2 separate regions of the Mus musculus genome follow, and region 2 is linked to region 1. A link is a contact called in public HiChIP or PLAC-seq data. All regions are on one chromosome and are shown on one strand. The core of a region is the stretch at or near the end of the contact, and the rest is flanking DNA. Distances in the headings are between cores, read along the strand shown.

Region 1 (3,096 bases), core at 287-2,786:
AGGGTGAACTTTTACGGAAGTTCTCCAAATTTGGGGGCGGGCCTAAACATGGAGGGCTTTTAGAGGAAGGAAAAATAATAAGCCTTCTTAGTCTTGTTACGCTTTTTGGAGACAGTACAGGGTCTCGTACAGCCAAGCCTGTCCTTGAACTCTCCTTAGCGCCCTACCTCCATCACCCTAGTGGCTGGGATGAAGGAGCATCATTTAGCTTACTGAAAACAAGTCTGCTACAAGTATCTCAGGCTGCTCTCTTGCCTCGGCCTCCTTCCTTGGCTTGCAAGGGAAGTGTTATAAAAGATACAAGGACTGCCCTAAGAAGAGCCACCCCCCCCCCATGAAAGTTATGAAGAACCACAAAAACAAACAAACAAGAACGTTGTGCAAACTTCTGGAGGGATTCTTTTGTGGCAGAGGGGCAGAGATGAGGCTCCTGGATAAGGATTTGGACCCAGGGTCTGTGACCTTTTCACTCCTATGAGCCGGTGGAGGCCCAATGGTGATGTGAGAGGCTGCCTGATTCCCAGCGATAGGAGTGTGCTCGAATGTCCCCGGAACACAGCTTCTTGTTCCCTCTAACCCTACTTGGTTCACCTGGGCCAGGCAGTCAGACTTCCGGTGCCTTCGCCCTCCCTGCCCTACCATCTCATTTCCTCTTGTATGTCCCCTTCAGTGCCTTCCCCAAAGCAGAGAGTGACATTTTATCCTTGTACCCTTCCCACTTTGGAGGACTCTAGACTCCCGGTCCACGTGGTCCTGCCATGAGGGCCTCTGATTCAGTATCTTCAGATTGGGGACTTCCTGGAAGGAAGAGAGAAGTGAGGTGGGTGGGGTGGTGGGGATGTGGAAACCGTGAGTCAGAAAACCGGGCATCCTCTGCTTCTGGGCCATCGTATGGGATGACATGAAGGGTTGTGCCCTTGGTGTCCGTATTGAGGATGCCTTCTGGCTGATGGAGATTAGCTGGATCCTGGGCCCTGCCCTGGGTGGCGAGGCGGCACACCCACCTTCAGGCTGTTTGTGAGCTGAGGCTTTTCCTCCCAGGCAAGCTCAAAACAGCTGGAACTCACACTCTCTAGGCCAGGATACTTCACGCCCAGCTTTCAAGCATGTAAACCTAGGCACTGAGAAGCCCGCGTGGCCTTAAACCAGCTGGGAGGCACACATACAACCCACGAGGGACTGGATACTCTTTACGCTTTTATTTTATGTGTGTGAGTGTCTTGCCTGCGTGTATGTGTGTGCGTTACATGTGTGCCTGGTGCCTGCAGATGCCGAAAGAGGTTATTGGATTCCCTGGGACTGAAGTTAGAGGTCGTTGTAAGCTGCCATATGCATGCTGGGAATCTTCATCTAGCTCCCCTGACCCCCCAGTCTCCCGCACAGGACCACTTTCTTTTAAGGTGTTTTGTTTTGTTTTTTTCCCGGGCAGGGGGAGGGATTGCTGAGCTAGGGTTTCTCTGTTCCTGGGACTCAGAAATCCCTGACCTGCCTCTTGTCCCCTGAGTGCTGGAAAGGCATGCATCACCACTGGCATGGTGCCACCTTCAATCCCGCCCCTGGCCATGTGAATGCTTAAGCCCGTGTTCAAGAGGGTAGGTAGTACAAGTCAGACATGGCTGCCCCACACTGCCAGACCCCGGCACGGTGAGGCGGGGGCAAGAGGATCAGGAGTTCTAGGCCATCCCGGACCACATGAGGGCCTCTCAACTCCCAAGAACAAGGACAATCTCTCTTGAGAAAGTTTCTTGCCTTTCTGTGCCTTAGTTTTCCTTTACTTATCCATGGGGTTTTAGACGGGGTCATACTGTGTAACCTTGTCCTTTCAGCTGTCCCCATGCCTGCACCACACACCTGGAGTCCACTTCAGTTAAGAAGGAGTTGGACGATGTAAAGCAGTAGCTGTGCCACCTGGCATTGGGCAGACACCCGCCACGCATGAGCAGCCATACAAGGACACGTGCATATTCATAACCGGAACAGCGGTCCCACCCCGTGTGGCTTAGCCTTCCAGGCCACCATCCATTATGCCCAGGTCCTCCCCATGCCTTCCGACCCACCAGACCCACCAGCCTGCTCCTTAGGGATCACCCTGTCCTTAGCCCTCCAGGAAGGAGCTGATGCAAGACGCCCAGGGTATTAAATGGTTGCTGGGGGTGGAGCTGAGGTCTGGTGTGACCCTGCCCTTGCCTGCCTCTCAAAAGCCTAGTTCCCACCCCTACCTCCCCTTGGTTCTGAAACCTCAACTTCCTGGGGCCAGAAGAGGCCAATTGAAACTCCCACATCCTGGAAAAGGTGTGCTGGCCGGCCTGTGTTAGACTGTCTGTACCTCCAGCTACCCAAGGGACTGAAGGACCACAGGTCTGAGGCAAGCCTGGGCTCACACAGTTTAAGGCTAGCCTGGGTAACCTAGCAAGACCCTGTCTCAAAAAATAAAAGTAGCTCTGAGGATGTAGATCAGTAGTAGAGTGGGCAAGGTCCTTGTGTTCTATCATGGGGGGCGGGGGGGGGGTGGGAGATTGGTGGGGGTTAGGCTCAGGGCTTAAGGTTTTGTTTTTGTTTTTGTTTTTTTTTGCCAAGCCTGATGACTTGAGGTTGCTCTCTGGTCACAAGAGATGAAGAAAACAGACTCCTGCACACAAGTAGGGGCACACATGCTCCTCCTCCCCCCCCCCCCCCCCCCCCAGTAATTAAATGTTTATGGCCAGGCACCGTGGCGCAGGCCTTTAATCACAGCACAATGGCATAGGCAGGTGGATCTCCTCAGTGAGTTCAAGGCCAACTAGGGCTATACAGTGAGACACTATCAAAAAAAAAAAAAAAAGTAGGGTGGAGTTGTATGTGTGGAGGATGTGACTGCAGTCTAAGTACTTTATGATCCCCTTCTTAAGCCACCAAGAGAGAATCCCATTGCCACTCTCCAGGAAGCCAGCCCCGTCCCTCTCTGCCTGCGCTGCCTCCTCCCCACCCTCCCATGACAGCATCTAACATCGGTGTCTGTTTCTGCAGGAATATTTTCCCCTCCAATCTGGTGTCTGCTGCCTTCCGCTCTGTGAGTCCTCTGGGGCTTAGGGGTGGGATGGTGACCGATAAGAAAAG
Region 2 (3,096 bases), core at 366-2,865, 2.4 Mb after region 1:
CTGCACGTGCTCTCGTGGGGCTGGAGAGAGCACTGACTGCTCTTCCAGAGGTCCTGAGTTCAAATCCCAGAAACCACATGGTAGCTAACAACCCTCTATAATGGGATCTGATGCCCTCTTATGGCATGACTGAGAGAGTGACAGTGCACTCACATACATAAAAAAAAGAAAGGTACCTTGGGGCTGGAGAGATGGCTCAATGGTTAAGAGTACTGATCTCTTTTCCAGAGGTCCGTAGTTCAATTCCCAGCAGAATAAGTTTCTCTTAGGTTAGCATACCCAAGAAATGGGGATGGCTTCTGGTGGTTTCTGTAAGGCATCGGAGAGGACCTCAGGCCATGCTAGGAACTGGTTCTGAGCTGGGGAGTACCTAGTTGGACTTGGGACCCCAGCTCTTTTCCTTTCCTTCCCAGGACCCTGCCCGTTCGGCTGGCTTCCACCCCAGTGGCTCCGTCCTAGCGGTGGGCACAGTGACCGGCAGGTACTACTTTTCTAATATCTCACTGCCCTTTGAGGCCCCAGCATTCTAAACCTGCTGCTTCAATCCTAAAGGCCACCCCACCCCTTGTATTCAAAGGCCTCCCCCCCAACCCCCCCCCCCCCGTGGGTCTTTGCCAACCTGTTTATTGCCATAGGCTTCTAAGCTGGATGAGGTGAGAGATGGAGCGGGCTAGGAGTGGAGGGTAGATGTTGTTCATCTCAGCCTGTCACACAGCCTGGCCTCACTCCTCACTGTGTGGCACCACCTTGGTAGTCTGGCTCTGTCCTCTCAATCCAGCATTTGGGAGGCACTCCTTCAGGCACCCCATCAGCAGCGGTTCATCCTTCCCTCCCATTATGCCTTCTCCTTTAAGGTGGCTGCTACTGGACACAGAGACCCATGACCTGGTGGCTATCCACACAGATGGCAATGAGCAGATCTCCGTGGTCAGCTTTTCACCAGGTAGGCCTGGGGTCCTGGGGAGGCAGGGCCTTGGGGACTGAGGTTCAGCGGTACAGGCTGGGGGTTGAGGGGCTACAGCCCCCCCCCCATGGGGGGGTCTAGTCATGGAGGGAGGCGGGGACTGTGGGGGAGGGGCGGAGTCTGGGTGCTTCCTCATAGCCCCTCCCCCTCCCCAGACGGGGCGTACCTGGCTGTGGGCTCCCACGACAACTTGGTGTACGTGTACACGGTGGACCAGGGTGGCCGCAAGGTCAGCCGCCTGGGCAAGTGCTCGGTGAGTGGGCAGTGGTCCCCAGCCCGCGCCACCACCCCGCCCAGTGGGGTGCAAAATTAACTTTTTCTACCACAAGGGAGCCAGCCACAGCTTTAGAACGCAGCTGATTTTTTTTCTTGCCCTGACTATGTCAAGGCGTCACAGTCGGCCCCCATCCTCATCCCTTACTGTGTTCTAAGCCACCCTTTCGTGTAGCCTCAACCTTCACCTTCCAAGCCCCGCCCCCATTTGTAGCCCCGGCCCTGCATTCTAAACCTATCCCTCCCATCCCAAGAGCACCTCTGTGTAGCCCAGCCCCTCGCATTCAAAACTCGCCCCTTGTGTGGAGTTCTGCCCACCTGTTCTAAATTGCCTTTGTCTTCTAAGCTCTTTTGTCGGCCCCGCCCATCACAGTCTGCCACACCCTCACCCGCCCTTGGTAGTCTAGCCCCGCCCCCACCCTCCGAAGGCCTGTGTATCCTTCCCTCTAGTCCAATGTGTTCCCACTCTGTGTATTTTGCCTCCTAATCTTGATTTAATCCATCCCCTTTCCCTGGCTCAACCCTCTCCTATGCTCTAAGTGACCCTTGCGTCCCCTGCAGGGCCATTCCAGTTTTATCACCCACCTGGATTGGGCCCAGGACAGCACCTGCTTTGTCACCAACTCTGGAGACTACGAGATTCTGTACTGTGAGTTCTCTGACACTAGCCAGTTTCCTTTCTTCTGTCGCTTATTTGCATGTGATTTGCATACAGGTCTCTGAGCTAGTCCAAACTGATTGGATTTGAAACTGCAATCTCTAGCTATGTGATTGCTTTCCTGGCGCACCCTATTAGTTCCCTTTGGCTTTGATGAATGGACAGCAGGGCTTTTATGCAAATATACCCAGCTCAGGTTTTAGCCTGTCAGCACCCAAAATCTAGCCTTCAGCTGGTCCAGGGAGACAGAAATAAGTCAGGGACCTTCAACCCCTCTGTCTTGAATGTCTTGAACCTCAGTGCTGGGAAATAGATTGGCTAGTTAGGTAGTACCTCAGGCCCTTAACACCTCTCCTGATTGTCTGCCCCAGGGGACCCCGTCACCTGTAAGCAAATCACCAGTGCAGACACCGTGAGAAACGTGGAATGGGCTACCGCCACTTGTGTGTTGGGTTTTGGAGTGTTTGGTAAGTTCTGGAATGGGGAAGTTTCCACTGAGGACCAGAACTCTTGAGAAATAACCTTGACTTGTGATTTCCATAGTCTTATATACGGGTGGCTTCCAGGCCGGGAATTCACTCTATAACTGTTTGGATGGTACTAGCAGAAGAGGAAGAACTGAGGGAAATTACCTCTAAAGTCCCTCAGAGCTTAAAATGAAACTAAATTCATGGGAGGCACCTGACTCAGAGAGCTCCACGCCAAAGCCCCTCTAAGTTACCTGTTCCCTCAGGTCCCCAAGCCATTGTCACTAGCTGCATGAGCACCATTGGCCTAGGTGGTGCTGGAATATAGTGGTGATCATGACAGTCTCAGGTCTGCTTTTCTGGAGCTCGCGGTCAAGTGAGGACAGTAAGCTCTCTCCAAACAGTGTGACCCACATAGGGAGTAGCTGAGAAAGGTGAAGTAGCACTAGAGAAGGGGTATTGGGCCAACTCTTTGAAGAAGTTAGGGAGGACCTCCTGGAATGAGAGCTATTTAAGCTGGGGTGTGGAGGATCAAGCCACACCCCCCAGCCCCTCACTGTGGGGGTTCTAGGCAGGGACTCCGCCATTGAACTATAACTCCCGCTTTTTCCTTCCTTTCTTCCTTCCTTCCTTCCTTCCTTCCTTCCTTTCTTTCTTTCTTTCTTTCTTTCTTTCTTTCTTTCTTTCTTTCTTTCTTTCTTTCTTTCTTTCAACTTTTTGAGACACCCCTCCAT

The links. HiChIP or PLAC-seq counts read pairs in DNA pulled down with a chosen protein or histone mark.
Region 2: an RNA polymerase II HiChIP or PLAC-seq map of embryonic stem cells shows a contact between it and region 1, with 5 read pairs. The contact joins two enhancer-like sites. A contact is called at or near these places in 2 of 115 datasets of contacts at active chromatin or transcription factors (embryonic stem cells and stem cell-derived neural progenitor cells) and 1 of 9 other capture datasets (embryonic stem cells).

The regions. Positions count from the first base shown.
Region 1 is chr7:16,782,670-16,785,765 of GRCm38.p6, forward strand. Slc1a5 (solute carrier family 1 (neutral amino acid transporter), member 5) reads left to right here. Exons shown (of 9, transcript NM_009201.2): 2 at 3,007-3,049. Among named protein-coding and RNA genes, the nearest start is that of Slc1a5, 2.9 kb to the left of the region's middle. Within about 2 kb of position 1,537, at least 109 of the 459 cell types and tissues checked have an H3K27ac peak or open chromatin away from gene starts, as enhancers often do. A contact at or near this core is called in embryonic stem cells, where this site is marked.
Region 2 is chr7:19,200,711-19,203,806 of GRCm38.p6, forward strand. Eml2 (echinoderm microtubule associated protein like 2) reads left to right here. Exons shown (of 22, transcript NM_001347582.1): 16 at 414-481; 17 at 855-943; 18 at 1,120-1,217; 19 at 1,799-1,886; 20 at 2,267-2,362. Among named protein-coding and RNA genes, the nearest start is that of Gpr4, 10 kb to the right of the region's middle. Within about 2 kb of position 1,616, at least 33 of the 459 cell types and tissues checked have an H3K27ac peak or open chromatin away from gene starts, as enhancers often do. A contact at or near this core is called in embryonic stem cells, where this site is marked.